Regions from separate parts of the Mus musculus genome. Here regions 1, 2, 3, 4, 5 and 7 are each linked to region 6. The links are chromatin contacts, called in public HiChIP or PLAC-seq, Micro-C and promoter capture Hi-C maps. All regions are on one chromosome and are shown on one strand. The core of a region is the stretch at or near the end of the contact, and the rest is flanking DNA. Distances in the headings are between cores, read along the strand shown. Region 1 holds the start of Rbm20 (RNA binding motif protein 20). Region 2 holds the start of Add3 (adducin 3 (gamma)). Region 3 holds the start of Ccdc186 (coiled-coil domain containing 186). Region 4 holds the start of Mxi1 (MAX interactor 1, dimerization protein). Region 5 holds the start of Smndc1 (survival motor neuron domain containing 1). Region 6 holds the start of Gpam (glycerol-3-phosphate acyltransferase, mitochondrial). Region 7 holds the start of Nrap (nebulin-related anchoring protein).

What was found. Promoter capture Hi-C pulls out the DNA fragments that hold promoters and counts their contacts. Hi-C and Micro-C count contacts between places; a contact is called where the count stands out from the background. HiChIP or PLAC-seq counts read pairs in DNA pulled down with a chosen protein or histone mark.
Region 1: a FOXA1 HiChIP or PLAC-seq map of pancreatic cancer cells shows a contact between it and region 6. The contact joins the promoter of Rbm20 here to the promoter of Gpam in region 6. A contact is called at or near these places in 11 of 115 datasets of contacts at active chromatin or transcription factors (cardiomyocytes, embryonic forebrain, embryonic midbrain and 7 more).
Region 2: a contact with region 6 is called in a promoter capture Hi-C map of pre-B cells, with 5 times the contacts expected there. The contact joins the promoter of Add3 here to the promoter of Gpam in region 6. A contact is called at or near these places in 1 of 39 promoter capture datasets (pre-B cells) and 1 of 115 datasets of contacts at active chromatin or transcription factors (large pre-B cells).
Region 3: a contact with region 6 is called in a promoter capture Hi-C map of pre-B cells, with 3 times the contacts expected there. The contact joins the promoter of Ccdc186 here to the promoter of Gpam in region 6.
Region 4: a contact with region 6 is called in a promoter capture Hi-C map of pre-B cells, with 6 times the contacts expected there. The contact joins the promoter of Mxi1 here to the promoter of Gpam in region 6. A contact is called at or near these places in 3 of 39 promoter capture datasets (the 3T3-L1 cell line, hippocampal neurons and pre-B cells) and 2 of 115 datasets of contacts at active chromatin or transcription factors (embryonic forebrain and large pre-B cells).
Region 5: a promoter capture Hi-C map of pre-B cells shows a contact between it and region 6, with 10 times the contacts expected there. The contact joins the promoter of Smndc1 here to the promoter of Gpam in region 6. A contact is called at or near these places in 2 of 39 promoter capture datasets (hippocampal neurons and pre-B cells), 1 of 484 Hi-C or Micro-C datasets (embryonic fibroblasts) and 6 of 115 datasets of contacts at active chromatin or transcription factors (astrocytes, embryonic forebrain, embryonic limb bud and 3 more).
Region 7: a Micro-C map of the G1E-ER4 cell line shows a contact between it and region 6. The contact joins the promoter of Nrap here to the promoter of Gpam in region 6.

The regions. Positions count from the first base shown.
Region 1 is chr19:53,675,748-53,678,924 of GRCm38.p6, reverse strand. Rbm20 (RNA binding motif protein 20) reads right to left here and starts at 1,619. Exons shown (of 14, transcript NM_001170847.1): 1 at 1,333-1,619. The coding sequence starts at 1,517. It overlaps Gm46653 (a long non-coding RNA gene), which reads left to right and starts at 3,154. Exons shown (of 2, transcript XR_001782674.2): 1 at 3,154-3,177.
Region 2 is chr19:53,141,162-53,144,130 of GRCm38.p6, reverse strand. It overlaps Add3 (adducin 3 (gamma)), which reads right to left and starts at 1,375. Exons shown (of 15, transcript NM_001277100.1): 1 at 1,042-1,375.
Region 3 is chr19:56,820,659-56,823,769 of GRCm38.p6, reverse strand. It overlaps Ccdc186 (coiled-coil domain containing 186), which reads left to right and starts at 1,571. Exons shown (of 16, transcript NM_170757.2): 1 at 1,571-1,782.
Region 4 is chr19:53,309,038-53,312,374 of GRCm38.p6, reverse strand. Mxi1 (MAX interactor 1, dimerization protein) reads right to left here and starts at 1,869. Exons shown (of 6, transcript NM_001008542.3): 1 at 1,402-1,869. The coding sequence starts at 1,675. All of the region lies in intron 2 of Gm30541 (a long non-coding RNA gene), which reads left to right.
Region 5 is chr19:53,388,725-53,392,101 of GRCm38.p6, reverse strand. It overlaps Smndc1 (survival motor neuron domain containing 1), which reads left to right and starts at 1,468. Exons shown (of 6, transcript NM_172429.3): 1 at 1,468-1,686; 2 at 2,680-2,799. The coding sequence starts at 2,680.
Region 6 is chr19:55,097,670-55,100,895 of GRCm38.p6, reverse strand. Gpam (glycerol-3-phosphate acyltransferase, mitochondrial) reads left to right here and starts at 1,419. Exons shown (of 21, transcript NM_008149.4): 1 at 1,419-1,567. Gm31356 (a long non-coding RNA gene) reads right to left here and starts at 1,353. Exons shown (of 3, transcript XR_001782666.2): 1 at 1,264-1,353.
Region 7 is chr19:56,388,577-56,391,934 of GRCm38.p6, reverse strand. Nrap (nebulin-related anchoring protein) reads left to right here and starts at 1,897. Exons shown (of 42, transcript NM_008733.4): 1 at 1,897-2,129; 2 at 2,451-2,545; 3 at 3,099-3,186. The coding sequence starts at 2,058.

The DNA of each region.
Region 1 (3,177 bases), core at 370-2,869, 1.4 Mb after region 6:
AAGACTTTAGATGTAAGCAGTTTTTATCAGTTGACCTCTATTTACGTTGCGGATCGAAGTGAAACTTCAGGAGATATATAAAGTGTCAGTTCTCTTTAGGATTTGCTGGACCGCTTTACAAAGAGAGGAAAAAGGACCACCTTAGGAAACTTTTCACTTTTAAAAAGTTGCAAATTGCAAGTAGCTAAAAGTTATGTAAAATATCAAAGTTAAATAGGACTTTAGGAGTCAACCAGCCAACAGATAGGAAACCATTTTGTCCTGAAACGCGACACCCCCCCTCCCTGTTATTGATGGCAAATTTGAGTTTTCACTCTTTTCTATTAGATAACTCGCTTTTTAAAGCCATTCAGAGTTGACTACTATTTGCTTCCATTTCCTTTTCCATGTTTGCTTTTTTTTTCCTTAGTGCATCGTAGTGAGTTTACAGAATCCCCAAGATCAGAACAGCCAACAAAAAACCCCAGCTCCTCATGTGAGTTTTCCTGAGTTTACATGTTCCAATTAGACTTGTGGAAACACTCAAACTATTTTTCAGGACTTTGTCACAGGTGGACCAAGCCTGAAGCAAAATAAAGAGCCTTCGAACAATCCGACATTCTAGGCCTCAAACTGTCAAAACAATGCTTTTTAAGGAGCCGAGGGAGTAAAACACCAGCGGTTTACCTCTACGCTTCCCAGACGGGATAAGGGGCTTCCTGGGACCCCTGACCACCCCAGCTTACCAAACCAATGAAAAGAAGAACGGTGAGGTTCACCACGGTATCTAGGGGAAACCTTTTCTGCAGCTGAGAACTCCTTGCAAGGGCCATGTTGTAAACTGTTTGCGCGTTGTTTACAGGCCCTCAACTCCCTTTGTCCCAAATCTCTAGTTGACTCCACTAAAGGTAGTTTTGTTCTCAGTGGCGATTTATCACACACCCTTCACTAAGCGCTCACACTCACGCTTGACCCGTCATCGTCACCGTAATACATTCCAGTGGTCTCTAAGGATCAGAAGGATGAAAAAAATAGTCTCTGGGTCATTTCCCCCAACTTCGAGCTTATGAAGTTAAAACAGATCCAGTACCATCAGAAGAGAAAAGAGAACACATAAGAAAAGGCAAAAATTATGCCCCACCACCACCACCACCACACACTAATAACTTGACTGCGTTCTACCCAATATCACCAACAAGCCAGAATGACACCGACCCAGCTCAGAGCGCCAACAACACTTCAAACACAAGCGGGGCGGGCGAAGTTTAGCAAAGGATGGAAATGAAGCCACAAAAGAGGGCCCCTGGTGTGTGTCCCAGGCTCACCCCAGCCCCACTCCATTCTCCCTCTTACTTTTGGATGATCTGGGGCAGGCTGGCTTGAGGCTGAGGCGGTGGCGGTGGCGGCAGAGGCTGCATCCCTTGCTGGCCCTGGGGCACGGAGGGCCCCTGAACACCGGGCATAACGCAGGCATCTCTGTCGGGTTGCTCCGGACCGCTGGGATCCGCGTCCTGGCTCATGGCTACTGCCAGCACCATGCGCGGCGACACCGGCCCGGGCTCGCAGCGAAAGAGCGCGCGGGAGGGGCGGTCCCGGAACACAAGCGCTCACTGGCCGGGGTCCCTGTGCCCAGTCCCCTTGTCCTTCTCGGTGGCGTGGGGAGGAGACGAGAAGGGTGGGGAGGAGACAGTCCCCGCGGCGCCGCCTCCTCCACCTCCCGGCGCTCAAGCTGGAGAGGCTGCGGAGGGGGCGGGGGACAGGGACAGGAACAGGGGGCGTCCCCGGGGCCACGGAAGCCGCGAGACGCCCAGGAGCTGCTGCGCGCGGGGTGACCGGGACAACTGTGCCTGTCCACCCGAGGCACAGTGAGTAGCAGCCGCCACCCGCCACCGCGAGCCCTTCGGGGTGACCAGCCAGGCGCTCCTCAGCGCGACACCCTCGTGAGAGGGCGACACGCCGGCCCGCCCCGCAGCCGCCCTCCGCCGCCTTGTAGTTTCTTCCGGAGCTCACAGGCTGCCCGGCTCCGGCAGAGTCCCGAGGACATCGCCAGCGCGAAGTGCGCCCGGGGCTTGGCATCCTCCTGCGGCTGGAGCCCAGCCAGCGCCTCTGGAAGGACCCGACACTGTCACATCCTTCCCTAGGTGGGTGGGACTGCGATCTCGGGGCCCAGATGATCAGGCCCCGGAGCTCACCACGCTGGTAGTTCCAGCTGTCGCTTCGGGGGTCCCAAAGGCGACGGACAGGGTAGCAGTGGATTCATTTCTTTGAATTTTCCCACGAGAGCAAAAGAAAACCAGGCACACGTTTCTTTCATATTTATTGGCAGCGTCTCTGGAAATTTAAAGGATAAGGAAGAGAGTTCACCGACTCTGTTAATTGCCCGGAGCCCACCTGCGCCGGACACCCGTGTGCACCGGGGTGGCAGCTGTGCGACGCACTTGTGAGGCTCTGAGGGCGGAGCAGCTGGAGACGGCGACAGGGGACACCTGCTCCCGCAGACCCTCCTGCACCTGAGCACCGGCCGGGGAGTGGCCGCCTCGTGCTCTCTCGGACTGTGCTGTTCCGTGGTGTTCCAGACACGGACGCCCGCGGCCAAATTCCTCTCTCGTGCGTTATAAGCCAGAGGGCAGCGAGCTGATCCCACAGCCTGAAGTCCTGCCTGCCTGCTTCACACACCAGAAAATTCTAAAGATGTCTCAAAACCTGACAACTGCTTGAACTCTCTGAAAGATACTTTTTGTCCCTCCTGACTCTTGTGTCAATTTCCCCTTGAAACTGCCTACTCTGCCACCCTACCTTAGAGAGCTTCTCTCTCTCTCTCTCTCTCTCTCTCTCTCTCTCTCTCTCTCTCTCTCTCTCTCATTGCCAATTAGAGTTACGATTATTTGTATTAAACATCACACACATCATTCACAATTCACACAAGTCTGACAAACAAACAAACAAACAAACAAACAAAACAGAACGTGTGGCGGCGGGTGGCACATGCCTTTAGTCCCAGCTCTTCACTAGAGAGGCAAAGGCAGGGGGATCTCTGTGAGTTGGAGACCAGCCTAATCTACAGAGCACCAGGACACCCGGGGAGACACAGAGAAAGACTGTCTCGAAAAAAAAAAAAAAAAGCAAAAATCTCTCAAGTAAACATGGCTTACTTGCTGGCCCCTCTCAGAAGCAGAACAGGGTGTCTGAAGACACGGG
Region 2 (2,969 bases), core at 126-2,625, 2.0 Mb after region 6:
ATCAGTACATGTTCAGCACACTGAGGATGGAGTCCATTCTAAGAAAGGCAATCATTTCATACTGCTAACTCTAAAATTTCTATAATTTTATAAATCACTGTAAAGAACTCACACATGTTTATGTAGCTCATCCCAAGCCCCAGAGTCTTATCAATTCCTTCCTGAGCCTGGCTCCTAATCCTCACTCAAAGCCTCTTGGCTGAGCTAAATCCCACACCACTCTAGCAAAGTCAATTCCAAGAGCACATGTGCCAAGGATATTTAGTGGTTTTCCTTACACTCCCACTTTAAACGGGCATCTACTTGCAATTAAATCTCTGCAACAAAAAAAGTTCACCTGAGGCCATTCTTGTCATTTTAATAGAGGCCTGGTTTAATAGTGGCCTTGCCTCAGCTATTACATACCTCCAAAGAGGTTGGAAGTGCCCCAAACACCAGCAAACCAAATCTGCTGCCAACTGGGCTGTCACCCCGCAAGGAAGAATAAAGTATCAGGAATGCTTGAAAGGTTATAGTGTGTGTGTGTGTGTGTGTGTGTGTGTGTGTGTGTGTGCGCGCGCGCGCGCGTGCTCGTGCGCACTTTTAGTGTGTGTGTGCTGGGGAGGGTCACACTGATTAGATAAAGTGGTTGAACAATTTCAACTTGTGACTGAAGTTTCTTAAGCCACGAGGGGGTAAAAAAAAAAGAAGAAGAAAAAAGAAAACAACAAATCAACACGGTCTTCTTCCACCTTCTCCAAGCGCGGGAACCTCCCACCGTCCCCGCGAGCACCTTCGGGGTCAGCAAGGCTCCCCGCAGAACAGGATTTTGCAATCCCACGCCCTCGCTGGGGGAAGCCGGGGACGCCCGGGTGAGTCCCGGCCCACTCTGCGGCGCCGCACCCCGACTCCTCGCCCCCAGGTCTGCACTCCTCGGCCCCGTGGGGCTCGCGTTCCCGCCCCGAGCACGGTTCACCTGAGGCCGCGCGGCCAGCCAGTCCGAAGCCCCCTCGGCGTGGGAAGCGCGGCGGGACCCCGGGCCCTCCGCTCCCGCAGGATTACCTCGCAGCGCAGCCGGCTTTGTGCCCACTCCTTCGCCACCGCCGGGCTGCAGCGGCCGCCCGGTCCGCCGCAGCCGCCTCTTAACGTCGCTCGCTCGGTTCCCGAGGAGAGGGCCGGGAAGGGAGGGGGCGTGGAGACGCAGGACCTGGACGCCGAGCCCTCGGCAGCGGGAAGTGGCGACACCTGGTCGCCGACGCGTCTAGCTCTCGCTGCTTCAAAACATCATTTAAAGCCCTTTCCTCTCCCTCCAGCCCCTCGCCCGCACGACCGTTACCGGCGGGCGCCTCGCGCTCTGGCGGGACCAGCCGAACTCCCCACGAACGCCCTCTGGCCCGCCCCTTGGGCTCCGCCTCCACAGGGTCCAGGACTCCGCCCCCTACAGGCTTAGTCTCGCTTAGCACCCCGAAGGCCCCGCCCCACAGGCCTGAACGCCTTGGCCCCGCCTACCACAGGCCACGCCTCAGGGCTCTTGATTCCGCCCTCTACAGGCTTGACCCTTCTAGTACCCCAGCTTCAAGGCCCCGCCCCATGGCCCGAGAGCTCTAGCCCCGCCTCTTATAGGCCACGCCCCAGCAGCCTTCACTCCGCCCAGTACGGGCTGGGCCCTCGTAGCTCAAAAGCGTGCCCCTGGTTCCGCCCTTCGCCAGCCCAGCGTTTTTGCTCCGCTCCTAATAGGCCACGCCCCCAACAGGCTCTCGCAGGTCCAGGCCCCGCCTCTGCTGCCCCTTGAGATCTCTGGCCCCGCCCCTCGAGGCCCCCCTTCGAGCTGCAAGCTCCGTATCCGTGCAGCTGCGGCAGTGGGGGCCTACGTGCTCCGCAGGCGGAGGGCCTGTTGCAGGGCGCCTGCCTGGCGCCTCTGCAAGGTCTTCCTCCCTCAGTGCAGCTCCGATCCGCTGCCGGAGAAGGAAACGACCCCGAGAGAAACCCGATTGAGAGTGGGAGGGTGACGCCACGGAAACATCTACCTCCCCAGTCCTAACGTGCTTCCCCCACCCAGTGAATCTCAGCTGAGCCGTAGCTTTCAGATTGAGCTTCTGTGGCCCACTGAGGCCGCTGGGTTTTTGGGGGGAGAGGCCACAATAGTTGGACTTCAGCTCGGCTCCCACAGGAGGGGGCCTCGATTTTCTCTTCAGCATATTTGCGTTTGGGGGAGCCTCCCGCCTTCACTCACTCCCACAGAGGGACGGGGCAAGGGCCTTTATATTCATTTGGACCAGCCCAAACTCTGCACTCCTACTTTGGCTAATTGCCTCTTAAACCTTCTGAGAGCTGACCTCTTGGGAGATGAAAAGTCTAGGCTCCGCCAGCAGCCTTCAAAATCTGTCTAAAGCCAGGCAAACTTTGCAACACTCATTTGCAGAGTCGGGGATCCCTCCACAGGTGACACTGGGCTGCCCACCCCCGCCTCCCAGACGGGTTTCTCACCCCAACCTATTCTCGAAATAGACCTCCAGGCACACGCTCGCTGCTCTCCTCTGCCACCCACGACTTGCACACCACTCCGGCACACATGCCCTCTCCACTGCACGAATTCACCCTCAAGCACACTCCTCCCAACACCATTCTAGTGATTCATGGTCCCTGGGGTTAACCCCACCCTAACACACACAGCAAACTTCATTTCCCCACCCTTATCTCCCGTCCTTTCCAAGGCACTGGCGACAGGCCACTTCATTTCCTTCCTCATCTGCAGGCTCTCTTCCCCCTCAAATACTTCGCGCCAGCCTCCTCATCTTCATCCCCTTTCCCAAAAAAAAATGTGCTAATTAAAATGTAGTTTCCTCTTCCCACATACGAAGTGTGGCAAATGAATAGCGTTCTTGGCAAACGCTGCAATTCATTTATCCTCCTTTTCTCTCTCCACTGGACTAAAGCTATAGAAATTTTAGTCTGCCACTATCACCCATTTGCTTTTTTTCTAAAAAGGA
Region 3 (3,111 bases), core at 322-2,821, 1.7 Mb before region 6:
ATGCTAATGTTACTTCTAACAATATGAACAGATAAACAACTCAGTGTGTCTTCCCTCCTTTTGGGATAACATACCTTACTAGGAATGTTTAAAGTCCAGCCATTCTTTTCAAAGTAAGAAAACCTATGTATGTCTGTATGAATGCATGCATGTATGTATATACGTATGCATTTAGGAAAAGGGTCTCCTGCAGGCTAAACCCTAAGTGGTTCCTACTTGCACCTCCCAAATGCCTGGATAACCATTGTAAGCCACTACTCCCGGCTCAACCCATAGTTAGGGTCTCATTTCTGTGAATTGACACTCTTCACACCAAGGCAACTCTTATAAAAGACAACATTTAATCAAGGCTGGTTTTACAGGTTCAGAGGTTTAGTCCATTATTATCACGCTGGGACGCACAGCAGTGTGCAGGGGGTTGAGGGTTAGGGTTAGAGACAAAGAGCAGAGAGCTCTACCTCTTGATTGGAAGGCAGCAAGGAGGAGACCGAATATGTCTCACACTGGGTGTAGCTCAAGCATTTATATGAGAGCTCAAAGCCTTCCTCCACAATGACATACCCTGTCCAACAAGGCTACACCTCCTAATAGTGCCACTTCCTATGGGCCAAGCATTCAAATACATGAGTCTATTCAAGTCACCACCGCACCTTAATTGTAAAACGTACTGTAATACATTACCATAATTTGAGGAGGGAGTTGTCATTTTCTGATTAAAAAAAGACAGAGGGTTAGTAATATACCACATTGAAGATTTTCCTCCTCAGCAATTATGAAAGTAATTTAACAGTAATATGCTTGGATTTACAAACTTGCCACTGAAGACGAGTCTTAACTATTTTCACTTACAACTGTCTACACGGCCCAGAACTTTAACACATCTTTTCTCCGGACAGAGGTGGTTTGCAAAACCTCCAGACTAAAACTGCTCACCTTCCCTACCTCCTCCAACTGGGCTTAGTCACTATAATATACAACCTGCGTGCAACCATGCAACCGGATGGGTTACGCAGCCCAGGCAGGCTTAGGTCCTCTGCGTGGAGCACACTAACAAGCTTACTAGTAAACAATGGCACTCGGTGCCACTTGGAGATCCCAGGTCAATTATTATTATGGAAACCCTGCAGAGCTCTCTCCCAGAGATGAAGCTCGCATGCCCAAGTCAGCTGCTCCTGCGGACTTGGCTCACCCACAGGCAGCGCAAAGTTTGCACCATCAGAACCGGGAAGCCACAATCTCTAGTTCTCTTTTATTACTTTATGCCACTGACTCATTAGATGACCGGCCAAAGGGTGAAGAAAAAAAGATGGCAACTTCCTTCCGATAGAAAGCACCGGCTTGGGACGGGAAAGGGAAAGAGTGGCCCAACCGGACAACAACAGCCTGCTACAGCCTCCTTGGGCTTAAGTGGAGGTGGCACGGAGATGCTGGGCGGGGCCTCTAGAAACCGCGAGGACTGGAGGCGGCGCCTCGAAAACCACGCCCGCCTCCAGGTGCTTAACGTCACGCGGTCCGCGCCGCGCTGATTGGCTCGTTCAGGGAGCCCCGCCCCCTCAGCTGTAGCCGCGCCGGCTTAGGCGTCGCCGCCATCTTTGTTGATGTGTCAGCTCCGCAGGGGTTTTGGGGGAAAACCTCCGCTGAGAGCCCGGGATCTGCAGTGGTCTCCGCGCGTGACTTCCTCACCCACTCCGCGTCGGCTACACGCCGCCATGGGTTCGTCGGCCCTGGAGCCGGAGCTCCATCGGCCTCGCTAGGGTGCGGCCCGGGGCTGGACGACGGACGGTGAGTGGCCGAGGGGCGTCCGGGACGGGCGCGCTCGGGGAGCGCTGGTCTGCGCGCGTGGACGTGACGGGGTGGTAGCCCCGGGCTGTACGCAACTCCGCGCGTGGACGTGACGGGGCTGGCGGGGCCCTCGGGGGGCTGTGCCCGGAGGCGCGGCCGCTCCCCCGCCGCACCAGCGCGGTATCTCCGGGGACGCGGTCCGCAGCGTTCGGCTTTTCCAAAGATCCCGATGTATTTTCATATATTTTCACCTTGGTAGGGAAACCATTTCAGATTTCTCTCTCCCCTTCTACCTATCCTCAAAGTAGCAATCCCAGGGAAACAGCGCGCGGGGAGAATGATGGCTCAGCTGCCAACAATTCGTAACTTGTTACAATATTCACATCTTGATTGTTATTTAGAGAGGAGACTCGGGTTTGTACGCAGAACACCTGGGTTAGAGTCAGAAAAGACTACAGTAAAAAAATATGACAGCGAACCAGAAAAGATGTCTCAGACCCAGTGTCACGCACGGTCCTTTGATGTCCCAGCCTTTTCCTTTCTTCTGAAGTGGTACACAGGGTGCTTGTCTGAGGAAAAGATGAAACAAATCAGTTATGACAGTGTTTCAAAGTGCACGTGTAGCCAGCCATCCCAAGGAAAATCGGTCTGTTAAGTGTTAGGTTTATTAGCGTGGATGTGGCCTTTGTGCACTTAATTGTGAAGGAGATTAAGGACCCAGAGACAAGTGATACTGAAACGGATGCGTCTTGTGTATCAAGTCCACCGTGTGCAGCTACTTTTTAGCTCTTCGTTAATTAATGGTTACACAAATGAAACAACAGTAATGATTGGCCTACTTCTTTTATGGTTCCTTTTTGGTCTTCCCATGTTCCCATGTGCAGATTTTGGGCAGGCCATAATCTTGTACTGTTGCACCAAGGCCTTCCTTCTCCTTTGTACAGGGTAATAGGTAAGTATGACTTTGGAAGGCTACCAGAAGACACAGGGACTGTGTTTAGTTTTTTTGAAGGCCTTTTCTAATTTAAAACAATAGAAACTTAAGGTGTTTGATTGAGAACAGGTTCCATGGAGTAAGGGTGACATTTCCCAGTCTGATTTTTTTTTTTTTTTCCAGACTGAAATCCTGAGTGGTAGAAGAAGGGGCACTCATAAACCTTTAGTTCCTTCACACAGGAACCAAAGACTTATTCTTTGATGCTGTGCAGTGCGGCAGCATGGCTGCTGCTGATTCCTTAGTGTGTTCAGTCCTGAAAGTGACTGTGATGAACAGAACACTCAGCCCAGCTCTCTGAGGAAGCTGTGATGGTTGGGAGCCCAGGCAGCCTC
Region 4 (3,337 bases), core at 620-3,119, 1.8 Mb after region 6:
GTGTGTGTGTGTGTGTGTGTGTGTGTGTTGGGGGGGGGGGTCTTGCAAGACCTGACACGTTGCAATCGGGTCTCTCTCCCATTGATCTCCTACTTGTTCTGACAGATTACACATCTCGTTTTTCTCTTCTCCGTGAGTCTTTCTCTCCCTTGGCCCGATCTTCCTTCTCACAGCTATTATTCTGATGGTGCTGGAGACGCAGCACACGCTTGCCCCCGTTAGGGTGCTGCTGAGTCGAATGCCTGGCGAGAGCTGGGGGTTCCAATGGGCAGGGACAAAAATGAAACAAATACAGAGAGGAAGCCCAGGCCCGGGTGGGGTTCCTAGCATCGGTCTCCACCTGGGGGGGAGTGCGGGGGGGGTGGGGGTGGACGGAACCCTGTAAGGCGTTTGCCTTGCTCGTCCTGTGCGTCTCTGAAAATAAAGAAAATGGACACAACCGCCCACACCTTTTCCCCCAACTATTGTTTCTGCGGAATCCTAAAGTTTGCTTTTAGCCACGTCCCCCTCGCCAAGTCCCCCCCTCCCTACCCCAGCGCGCGCAGGACCGCAGGTCCAGGGAGGGCTGCCGGCGCTGCCTGGTTCCTCTGGCCTGTTTCTTTGAGGGGACCAGAGGCCGTGGCATCCCAGAGGCAAGGAGGCACAGGGGAACTGTGTCTGTGGACACGATGGCCTGAGCCTAGTCCTGCTGTGGAAGGAAGGAGAAACGAAGTAGGCAGGAAGAAGAGCCGGAGTCCACGGCGCGGAGAGCTGTTCGGTGGTGGCGGTTGTTATTGTTGTAATGTGTGTCTGTGTTTTCTTTCTGGAAGCCCTGAGCTCTGCAAACGGTTTCCAACTTTCAGCTTCTCATCCCCACCCAACCCTGGAACGAGCGACAAAAACAGAAACAAAACAAAACAAAAAAATAAAAACAAAACAAAACAAAAAAAAAAAAACCAAAACCATAAGCCAAACCAAAACACTTGTCTGCCGGAGTAGGCTCCGGAAAGAAAAAGGAGGAAAAAAAAAAAAAAAAGGGAAGAAAGGCGACCTCGGAGAGACGAGCTCGCAGCCTCTCAGCCCAGTTGTCAGCAAACAACAACACTCCCCCACTCCTCGGCCAGGCCGTCCTCCGGGCCTGCTGGAGACCGACAGACCAAGGCACCGACAGGCTCCCTCTCCCCTTCGCTGTCTTTGTTACATCTTTAGCAGCTTTGTGCGTGCGTGCGTGTCCTTTCTCCGGTGTCATCGGCTTTACTGCCGAGGGTACGTGTGTGTGTGTGTGTGTGTGTGTGTGTGTGTGTGTGTGTGTGTGTTTGTTGCGGGGGGGCGGCGGCGAACCGAGTAAGCGACAGGGGTCGCACAAGGGGGTGAGAAAGAAAGAGCTGGACGCAGGCGAGCAGTCGGGGCCCCCAAACTTACTTTTGTTTTCTTTCTCGATCTGCTCCAGGTAGCTGGCTGCCTCGAGCAGAATCTGCACGTTCTGCAGAAAAGTGTTGATGTGCTTCTCCATCGAGTTCTCGCTGGTGTTGAAAATGTCCGAGAAGGGGCACCGGGGCTTGGCCCCCGCCGGCTCCTCCGGCTGCGCCGGGGGCTGGGGCGCGGCCGCGGCCGGGGGCATGGCCGGGGGCGCGACGGGGACCAGCCCCGCGCCCTCGCAGCGCGCCTCCTTGCGCGGCCGCCCGCGTTTGCCCATGGAGGCACGGGGGTCCGCGGAGCTGCTCCTTGTCCGGGGCTGCGCGGCCGGCCGAGCTGCAGGGCCTCTGGGAGACCCGGCCTGCTGGAGTCACCGAGGCACCGGGGCAAGGAGCCGGCCTGACTGACTTCCCGAGCCTCGCTGCGTGCGGTTGTGAGTGTGAGTGTGTGTCGCTCTCGCTGTGTGGGTCTGTGTGTATGGGAGATTGAATGAACCTACAGGACGGACGGAGGCGCTGTGGCGCCTGGGTCCTAGTGCGAGCCCGATGCCATCTGACCGGTCAAAATAAATGGTGGCGGCTAGGGAGGCAGGGCCCGCCCCCTGCCTATCCAGCACCCTTCCCCGCCTCTCCGCAAATCCTAGCTGCGTAGACAGCACTGTGCTTTAATAAGAATGGGAAAAAAAAAAAAAAAAACCCTCGGATGTCTCTAGGTGGACCTGGATAAAAACAATTTTTCTTTACAGAAAAATAAATTCAGCACAATGCCTGGCACATAGGAGGTCCCCAATAAATGATAGCTGCTAGGCATTTTTTAAAAAAATAAAAAAGACCTTATTTCAAAATCAAACAATAAAAGCCCAATTCTGACGGGAAGAATAGAAACATCACATGTAACTAGAAACTCCTCCCAACACAAACATTTTACACATGACCCCTCACACGCTCGAACACACACACACACACACACACACACACACCTGTGTGTACCTTCACACAAGCAGAGGAAGTCTCCAGGCTACCCTGTCCGGGTTCAGATTTACCGACTCCTTTGCAACCCTTCAAATGCAAAGTTATTTTCCAGGAAGCGGGAGGAGATGTGAGCATCTCTCCACACTCACTCAGTCCAGCTGTGCAAAGCTCACAGCAGGGCGTCACTACAACTGCCTGCCCTTTCACTTGACAGAGTGCCCCCTAGATAGAAGTGGCAACCTAGGAACCTCTTCTTCCCTCCTTCCCTCACTCCCCACTCCCACACCTGGAGTCTTTATCCCCTACTCCCTCCAACAGTTTCACTGCTGCCACTGGGAGCCACCAGGCCTGCCTGACCAGAGTGTGGGAGACACCTGGATAGCCTGGTAAAGAAGGCTTGGAGTTCTCGGCCTACTCAAGCAGACTGAACAAATCAAATCCTCTAACCCTTCCTGGTCAAAATTTGCACATCCCTGAAACCTCTGAGAAGATGCTTTCGTGAACTAAGTCAAAACTACACCTAGAACATCTTGGGCACATACTAAGAATTTTTGTTTTGTTTTGTTCCTGAAGATCAAAGCTTTGTGCCTGCTGGGCAAGTGTTCTCACACTGGGCTACAATGGCAGCCCCTCTGTGAGAACTTTCTCAGTTGGAACCTAGGTCCCCTTTGCTGCTGTAACTTGAATCTAAGTCAGAATGAATGAGGTAAACAAGACTTTTCTGCACTTCACTGGAAAACAGTTCTAAAAGGAATCTACCCAGACTGACCTCGTAAGGGGACCTGGACTTGTGCTGCCCCCTGTCCTCACCAGCCCAGAGACACTTCCCTATACTTTTGTCACAAAGACTGAAAATGGAAACTTTGTTAACAAAGAATATTTTCTTTGCAAAATGCTCTTTAACATTTACAGCTCATGTGTATACCCCCCACTCCCCCCCCCACACACACATAGACCTGCAAGAAGGCCTT
Region 5 (3,377 bases), core at 219-2,718, 1.7 Mb after region 6:
AGTTTCCAGGCTACGCCCCCCCCTCCCCCCAACAAGTCCTGTGCCTAACACCAGTTTCCAGGTTACCTCACAACAAAACCTACATCCAACACCAGTTTCCAGGTTATTTCCTAACAAATCTACAACCCTGCGTTTGCACCCCCGGCCCCCAGTTCTCTTGCATCAGAGAGGGTGGTGAGGCCCAAGCTCGAGCTTGAACAAAAGAACCTAGTTCAATTGCATCAGAATCAGCTCCCTGGTGGTTTTTTTTTTGGGGGGGGGCTCATGAACATTTCCTGGCACAACAGAGACTACACACAGGCACCACCATACCCATCTTTTTAATCTTCTAATCCAAAACAGTCCTTACTCCTTTTAATAGCATTGCTTCCTTCTTTGTTGCTGTGATAAAACACCATGACCAAGGCAGCTTAACGATTTTATTTTAGCTTATGGCTCCGGAGTGAGTCTATAATGGCCGGGCAGGGGCAGCAGCAGGCCAAGGACATGATGGCTGAAGTATTTTGTTGTGAGCCGGCATCAAACTGCACATACAGCGCCGAGAGCTCAAATTTAAGTGGTGTGTGTGTCTTTAACCTCTCCAATCTGCACAAGGCAGGGAACACCTCTAAACTACTCCAAATGGCCAAGACGAAGGGAGGTATTTCTCATTAAAATTACATTACTCTTGAATTATTTAAGTCAAAAAAAAATCGCACATTCTGGATGGGTGTTTCTTTCCTCACGGACATTCAACACGTTATGCTTATTATTTCCTTTAAACTCAAAAGGGCTTTGATTATACTTCCTCAGAGGTGACAGTCACTTCATGTTGACTGTCACTCGGTCATAAACATGCATAAAGTAAGGTTGTCTCACAACTAGTGATGCTGAAGTTGATCGCTGGGTGAGCGATTGCCAGCTTTGACTCTAAACATCCTACCTTTCTCTATTTTCTTACATCACATGGCTTTTACCTACCATGGGTGATGCCTAAGCACCTCAAATGGTCACCGTTCCACTTCTATCACTCTATCTTTATTGGCTATATTTATTTTCTAAACAACAAAAAACTTCCCTTCTCTTGACTTCAAGGTCTCGCTCTGTAGCCTTGGCTGGCCTGGAACTCGCTATGCGGGCTCAGACTCAGATCCGCCGCCGCCATCTGCCTCCCTGTGGGACACAAGGCACCCGCCATCACTCCCAGCCCGTTCCCGGTACTAAATCTCATCAGGGCTGGGCAGAAAGGCTCGCGAGTTTACGCCGCAGGGAACCGGAGGACAACACCCACCACAGAGAACCACTCGCTGCCGCTCCCAGCACGAGGCGGAACTGACGTAAAACGAACATGCCCTCTGCCCCCGGCGCGGCCCAGACACGTCACTTCCTGCCCATCAGACCACACCCGCTCCGCCTTCCGAGGCTGCAATCGCAGGCTGCTGAGAGGGCGGCGAGGGTCATGTGACCCGGGCGCCATCTTTTCCACGAGAGTCCGTAGGTCTCGCGAGATCTCGCTCGCCTTGTCTCTCTCTCCTCCTGCCCGAGGCCGGCTTCTCTCCCCTCCCCCTCGCTGGCGGACTTTCTCCTTTTCCGACCGAGGCTCGTCGCGGCGGAAAATCTTTCCCGGCTGCAGCCGCCCCTGACGCCGCTCGCCTCGCCTCGCCTCCCCGACCCCTGCCCGCCGTCCCGACCCCAGCCCCACCCAAGGTAACGAGCCCCTGAGGGAGAGTCAGGCCTCCTCGGGCCTCGGGCTGGAGTGGAGGTGGAGGCGGAGGCCGGAAGCGAGGGCGCCGGCGTCAGAGCTGGGCCCGGCCAGGGCAGTGTGGGGAGGCAGCGGCTCTCGCACCCCCCAGTGGACGGCCCCGGCCTGCGTGGGGGCTTCCGGGACGAGGCGGCGAACGTGGCCGTCTGGGGGAAGCCTCTGTGAGGGTGCGGGGCTCGGCGGTTTCCATGGACGCGGAGGTCTGCGTTCCCTGGTGGGAGATGGTGGACCGGGGCTCCAGCGGGCTCGGGGAAGCCCGCGCGCGGACGGGAAGACTCGGCCGGGGTTCCAGGCTTCCGGTGGGCCGGAATGTCCCGGAGGTGTCCCCCGAGGACCCGTATGTTTGCCCCGCGGCCGCCCAGAGGGGCTTCTGGACCCCTGGCGACGCCGAGCTGCGTTGGGCGAGAGGCGGGTTTCTAGGATGACCTCCGTGTGAAGGAAGAGTGAGCGCTCCGAGCGGTTCCCTCCACCGGAGAGAAAGGCGAGGAAACGCCGAAGGTGTAGTTAACCGAAAACCGCTTCCTCTGACTGGGGGGAAGAACCCGTCCGTGCGAATTTTAATTTCTCTTGATTTTTGACTTTCTCAGCTTTTGAAAAGTATGTCGCAGTCTTTATTGACATACACTGTCTTCCTATGATATATGATACTTAAAGAAGAAGCAGGGTTTTTTTTTTTTTTTCTTTTTTAATAGCATGATTTTTCCGGGGGAACTCTTTCTGTGTAGAATTGACCAGCCGTATCTGCAGTCTTTAGAATTTAATTGCCTTGAAGTTTGTGGATTAGTTAAATATGAATAAAGTTAAAATGGTGATGAACGGAACTTGAATTTTGTAGCAAGAGTGATTTAAATTAGACAGGTCAGAGGAAGTTTTTTTTTTGTTGTTGTTTTTTTGTAATTTGATATTTGACTTGCCTTATGGGCCTTTATTTTCCTCAGATGTCAGAGGATCTAGCAAAACAGTTGGCTAGCTACAAAGCTCAACTCCAGCAAGTAGAAGCTGCCCTTTCTGGAAATGGAGAAAATGAAGATCTATTGAAACTGAAGAAGGATTTGCAAGTAAGTACAGGTGGACACTTGGAGTTGAGGTTGTTTGAGAAGAGGATTTGTCTTTTTCAAAGTATGCATTCAAGACTCGTAGGCACGCAAAGCATCTGAGGAAGGCGCTCCCACGTGTATATGCTTGTTTGTACACAGGTACTGAGGCTTCTCACATTAGCTCCTCTTGGTGTACATCAGAAGGAACAAAACACTCGGTTTTGTAAATCCTGTGTGTACTTACAGGATTTCATGAGAAGAGGCGTTGCAACGGAATAAGCTTTTGTTTTAAAAGACTTGACAAGGAAACTTAGTTCAAAAGGTAACACTATTAAGGGAGGAATATACAATCTGACTAAGATCCTTCTTATGACACAAAATTATCTGAAGATTAAATTCAGCCTTATTTTTCAAAGCTAATGGGGTCTATACTTTTATTAAAACCACATCGTGAGAATGTGTTAGGGAATAACATTCTGTATGGATGTTATAGGTATTTGACTTTAAGGCTGGGCTTTGTAGTTGTTGAGTGAAGTTGAAATAGTGCAAAAGAGATTAGCTTTTTCATGCCAAGTTTAGGAAGAACAAAACATCTAAGG
Region 6 (3,226 bases), core at 170-2,669:
TTGTATTAAATAAGACAGCAAATTCTCCCCTGTTGCTCCATCTTGACTGGCTAGACTGGTTACTATAAATCACTCTGCTGATAAAATAAATTGCTTAGGGTGCCACCTGTTTCCAAAACAATTTTCATTATGTAACCAGAACTTAGCACGGCAAACCCACATTCACATGCACAGCCACTCTTGTGCAAGAAGAGTCACTATGACTGAGTTTTATGTAAGACACACTTTCCATATGGCTTACATTTTAGAATTTCTTTGTCAGTCTAATTCATTTCTCTTATCTTCTTTATCAATCTAAAGTTTTTCTTCATGCTTTCCTTCCATGCCTGTTTTGTTGTTAGGGCCCCTGTATCCTGTGCACAAAATTTCACAATGTTTTGGGATAAGAAATTACTCTTTGTAGCCAATATACACTCCTTGAGAGCCTTAGTGAAGTATGTTTGTTTTTTTTTTTTGCTAAGGTACATGTGAGGCTAAATCAAGGCAGGGTCCTTGATGAATGGCCACTTCTACTCTCTGGGGTTGTTTCCCAGAAGAGAATATTTGCTTTGTAGGATGGGTTTATAAAGAGAAGTGGAAAGTTCAAGCTAAGGAAATCTAGTTTTTCTTGTTGTGCCTCAGCTCCCAGTATTTACTGGGTGCTTATTATAACATATTAATTAGGACCCTGATGTAAGGCACTGTCGCTGCCATGGGTTTGCAGTCTGACACCGATGGATGAGGACCTGAGACATGGTGCTCTGGTTAATCTTTGAGATGTCGCAGGAGGCTGTGATAATGGAGGAATGGGGTGGAAGGGAAGGCTTGGAGAAGCAGTTCTGGGACTACAGAGTGCTGGGATGAGAGGCAGAAGCACAACAGGAGAGGGACAGCATCTCCGGGCCACAGCAGGGACAACTGCTGGGGACAGAGGGAGAGGAGCGGCCTCTCTGTTTATGTCTGATGTGCTGGGCCCAGGCATTTGGGTTCTAGGGAGCTATGGGCATGTTTTTAGTTATCTTTCAAGCCTTCCTTTGTCTATTCTACATTTTTTTCGCCGTTGCGGGCTCGGTCACTCAGACATTTCACAACGTTGCACTCTGCAGTCCTTGCCTCTTCATTCTTCACAAATTGAGCTTGGTCTCACATACAAAAAGGCAAGATCACGCACAAGTACCTAAACCCACGCAGCCCGAATGCATTCCGCCACAGGACAGGGCCTGGTGCTAGCCTAGGCTAGCTGAGGTCACGCAAGGGAGATGGCAGACAGACAGACAGACCCACCGGCCGATGCACGAAGCATGCAGCTTGGGCAGTGTAGACATCAGGCTCACTCCCCATGCTCTCCGTCCCCACCGTCCCCTTCCTCCAAGCGCCTTACGCTAAGCCTGGCGGCCGGCAGCCCCGACGTCACTGCCGCGCGCCGCCCGCGTCATCGCGGCGCGCCGCTGCAGCAGGCGCAGAGCCGAAGCGCTGGCAGCTGCGTGCGCCCAGGCGCGAGCTGCCGGGCGGGTGGAGAGGAGCGCGGTGCGCTGTGCGCGGTGCGGGCTGCGGCTGCAGACGCCGCTGGGCCGGAGCGCGGGGTCAGGTGCGTGGGTGGGCGCCGCTCTCCCTGGGCCCGCCCGAGGCTTTGCAAGAGTCCGGGGCGGACACCCGGGTTCCCCCTGGAGTGGGCCGGGCTCCCGGATGGGTGGGCACGGTATCGCTCCAGGGACCGGGCTGCAGTGACAGCACCAGCAGGGCTGACATCCCAGCACGCTCCGTCCCGGGGGGCCGGGAGGGAAACCGAGGCAGCGGGGGACTCCGCGAGCAGCTGGCTCCAGGGACCGCCCGCTGACAGCAGCCCCGCGTACCCCACAGTGTCCCGGGCGTGCTATGGAGACCCCTGCCCTCCCTGCAGCCGGACACAGCTGTCGGGTGGCATGCTGCCCATTTTCCAGATGGGAGAAGCAAGGCGTAGTAGTTAACCAACTTGTCCAAATTCACATGCGTGGTGTGCAGACGGGGCCTTGAACTCCAGAGGGGCCCCCTTGCCCCTGCCTGTGGCCCACTGTCAGATTTTGTTTTCTTCCCTGCTCAGCACTGCTGTTTAGAGCCTCTGGGATTCTTTTCTTTTATTCTCCTCCCCTCTCCTGTAAAAAAATCTGGCTTGACCTCAAGTAAACCCTGTGGGGCTGGAGGAGCAAGGCTTGGACGTCTGTTGGCACAAGCCTCCCTTTCCTCCTCCGATCGCCTCATTTCTTTTCTCAGGCTGCAGTGTGCTCCCCCACTCCCGGCCCCCCTCCGTTGTGTGGCCATTCAGAACCGGAAGTTGGTAGGGGGAGGGGGCGTCGAATCTTTATAATAAAGAACTTTTCCCACCAGATGGGGTGCTTTACTGATCTCTGGTGTCAGCTGATTGCTTATGCTGAACGGCTAAGGGCAGATGTTGTTTTGAGGCTAAACAGTTATCGGAGCAAATCCACGTGGGGATTGTAAAGAGTCCAGGTGTTCCTCTTAGAGAACAGTGTTCTCTCACTGAAGGTGGATTTTGATTTTAAGAGAAGAATCTAATGCTGGGGGGCAGGGGGAAGCCAGCAGCTAAAATAATTAAATAAAGATGATATAAGGTTTTTAAAAATTAAAAAAAGCTGCATTCATACATATAAAATGTCTTACCAAGTAAGCTTACGCTGGGGCTGGAGATGTGGCGCAGTGGTTAACAGTCCCGCTGATCTTTCAGAGGATCAGAGTTTGGTCCCAGCACTTGCATCAGGTAGCTCACGACCTAGCTCCAGGGATCTGATGTGCAGTATTGGCCTCCTCCAGCACTCATATGTATATGCCTATACATGCACACACATCCATAAATAAATAATAAAAAAGTTTTTGTCTCTATCCTCCCAGGGATACTCAGTTATTAACAAAAGTGAAATAATTATTCGTTGCAAGCCAGTATTATTACAAGTGCCTTATTTTGAAGTTGTCTTCCTTTTTTTTACAAGTGACTTCTCATGACAGTTTTGCCCAGGAATCTGAAGGCTACAGCTGCTGTATCCTTGTATGTTCGGAAAATACTGGTCTGTGAATGTTGACCTTTGAGGTCAGGGCAGTTTAGCAGACATGTAAACAGATCGGGCCAGATGAGCACTCTACCACCAAGCTATAGCTTTTTGCTGCTACTCACTACACTAGCAATCTGTCAGTTCATGTAATATCTTGTTACTAAGCAGAACTGTGAGGAGATGAGCAGTTTGAGGCCCGGGGT
Region 7 (3,358 bases), core at 648-3,147, 1.3 Mb before region 6:
CTGGAGTTCCTGCTTTGAGTCCCTCTGAGCAAGGAGAGGGCAGCCTCTGGCCCCACCCCAACCTCTGCTTAGTGAGACACTGCCCTAGCCCCACCCCAGTCTCTGCTTCTTGCTATGCAGCTTCCTCCGCTCTGGCTGACTTCCCCACACCCAGCCTTATCTCCAAGAAGCAAGGCCCAAGGTCACAAACTGATATTCTTATAGAAAAGTGCTAACCACCCTGTTTAATAGTTTTCACTCCCAGTGCTCCATTTACATTTTTTTAAAAAGGAAATTTCATGTGTAAATCCAGATCTCTGGCTTCCGTGGAAAAATGAGAATATTTGGCAATACTGAGACGCTGTTCCCTCTTGAGATCAATTGGCTGTGGCATGTTGCATGCTATGGGTGGGACATGTACACATCTGTCTGAGGTCTTAGCATTGCCTAGGACTTCAGATCTAGCCTCTGTGGGCATCTTGGTGTAAGCATGACGTTTCTTACATTAGCTTACTAGCTCTAATGAGCACCAAGGACAGGCCTTATTCTAGACCCTGGAACGTGGAAGTTGCAGTCTGGACCACAGTGTTATACTTTGGTGGAGGTGACATGATTCTGAACAGTAGATTTATTCACATTTAATATTTCCAGGTGGTAATCACCATTGTAAGACTAATGAGGAGGAGGTAGACACACAAAGCAGTCGGGTCCTGGGGTGGACAAGTGATTTTGTAGCGGGTGTCTCAGAAGGTCACAGGTTGCCTGTAAGCAGAGACTAAATACCATGGGCACGTTCCCAAAGCAGAGAGGAGATTTTTGTCATTAAACTATCTCTGTTAGGACCTCTGAGGCAAGGGAATGAATCTTTTTGGAATCTTCTAGACAAAATATAGACGGCCAAACACCAAGCATTCTTATTTATTCTTACATATTTTTCGATTCCTGTAAAAGTTAAGCACAAATGAGTATCATAAGTTTCTAGTTTTGTAACTACAAAATCGACACCATTCAGATTTGGTTTTTATCCTTCTGGGAGTGTGAATCAATTCTCATTTATTCCCAGTGTTAGATCTCAAACCTGGGCCAACAGCTGAGGTTCCTATTTAACATATCCAAGTGGACCTGGACGCCAGGTTCTCCCAGCTTTCCTTGGTCCCTACCTGTTACAGGGTAAGGCTGGTATACCAGGTCCCCTACCCTGAACCCTCCAAGCTGGACTGCCCTTCCCCAGAGGCTCTCCCCTACACAATCTCCGCAGTTTGGTTACCTGCCCCTTTGGCCTCTTAGCTGCCACACCAAGTTCCCTCTCTACCTTCCCCTGCCTGCACACACGGCCCAGCTCAGACTGGCCGTGTCTACTCTGGACTCTGGAAGATGGCCCTGCCTCAGGCTGTGGTCTCGCTTTTATCTGCAGTGAACTTTCTTCTCCACCACACCTAGGAGCAGTCATGTTTTTCTTTCTTTCTTTCTTTCTTTCTTTCTTTCTTTCTTTCTTTCTTTCTTTCTTTCTTCCTTCCTTCCTTCCTTCCTTCCTTCCTTCCTTCCTTTTTCTTTCTTTTCTTCATTCACCCATAGTCTGGGGATCCGCCTGTCTGCCTTTGTCAGAGGCATAACAGTCAGCTTTTCTAATTTGATGTCTACACGGGGGTATGGCTACTCTTCTGGCTCCTTTTCTGGAGTATGACCACAGGCAGTGTTCACCAAGCCCAAGCATCTGACCGCCCCCCACCCCCCACCCCCCAAGAGTTGGTTCTCCACATAAACATGAAGCCATCGTGAGTTAACTTTTCTATTTTGAGAAGCACGTCAGCTTGAAATACCTCTACCTTGTCTCAGACGCATGCGTGCTGACGGAGTTGCCAAAATTGTCACTTGAGTAAGTGGCAGCTTTAAAAACCAACCAGCTGCGGACTCCAAAGCAGAAAGTCAGCTCAGTGTAGGAAAGTGGAAGTTGGATTCCGAAGGCTCCAGGCGTCCCGAGGAGTTTCATAGTGGTGGGCTTTTGAAGGTGGTACCGACCCAAGTGGAGGTTCTAGTGGATTTTGTCTGTTGCTTCTCCCTGTCTCCCACACTCCAAGATGAATGTGCAGGCCTGCTCTAGGTGTGGCTATGGGGTTTACCCTGCTGAGAAGATCAGCTGCATAGATCAGGTCAGTGGACTCTTTCTATGGTCTTTGGGAAAATTGACAAGCTTGGGATTTTTATCTTCTCATGTATAGAGGTATATTGAATGATAAGGAAAAGATATGTTTTTTTCTACCTTACCTAAGTTCTGTTCATTTCTATGTCTTCTGCGCTGTTTCAAGGGAAAAAAAAATAGTTTCATTTTAACATATTATACCCATGTGTAAGTTCAGGAACTCATTTTATCTTCATTTTACACACAATTCCCAACTTTTTAACCTGAAAGTCTGTGAGCTCCAGGCCTGGAGGAGGACAGCTAATTGGCAGATCTTTTCTGTGACTTTCAGACATGGCACAAAGCATGTTTTCACTGTGAAGTCTGTAAGATGATGCTTTCTGTTAATAACTTCGTGAGTCACCAGAAAAAGCCGTACTGTCACGCGTAAGTGTCTGGCGCCCTGCTCGCCACTGCATGACTTTTGGTTTTCAACAAGTAGCCATCTGAAGGACCAGTACCCAAGCTCCAGGCTGGACTCCGAGTAGCACCTCTCCCGAGGTGCACACTCATATCTAGTCACAGAAGAGCCCAAAGCGGGGTTTTCAACCGTGGTCAATCAATGTCAAATTTCTAGTTAGTAAGAGACCGAGTCCACCTCTGTCACCTCTGTGTGTCAGACGATGAACTTCGCAGGATAGTGGAACTGCCAAAGATATGCATAGACAGAGCTATTTCTCCTACATAATGTCCAGATTCATCTATTCTGTAGGAAACTTCTCGAGTGACTGTCCTTGGTGAAATGTACCTCACTGTTTTATGTGCTCAGTTGACATGATTTGAGTTTTTGAGGCTGACTCATTGGGAAATCAAGGAGCTGAATGCTTGAGTACTGTGTTCACCCATCTTAAAAAGAGACCAGTGTTTTAAGAAGAATCCCTTATCCCTTGTCCCTTTGGATAAAGCACGTTCCTAATTTTGATCTGCGTTAATTTTACAGCCACAACCCTAAGAACAACACGTTCACTAGCGTCTACCACACACCCTTAAATCTAACCTTGAAGAAGTCTGTGGCAGCCATGGGAGGGGTAAGTTGCTTAGCTTTGCATTTTGAAATAGCCTTTAAAGAAAAATCCATGGACTCTGACACCTGTTGGGTTTTAAGTGTTTCTGTCTGTTATATGAACCAACTCACTTCCTCCTCCTACATGAAAAGTGCTCTTAAAAGACTATTTCTGCTCTTTGTCCTACCTCAACCTT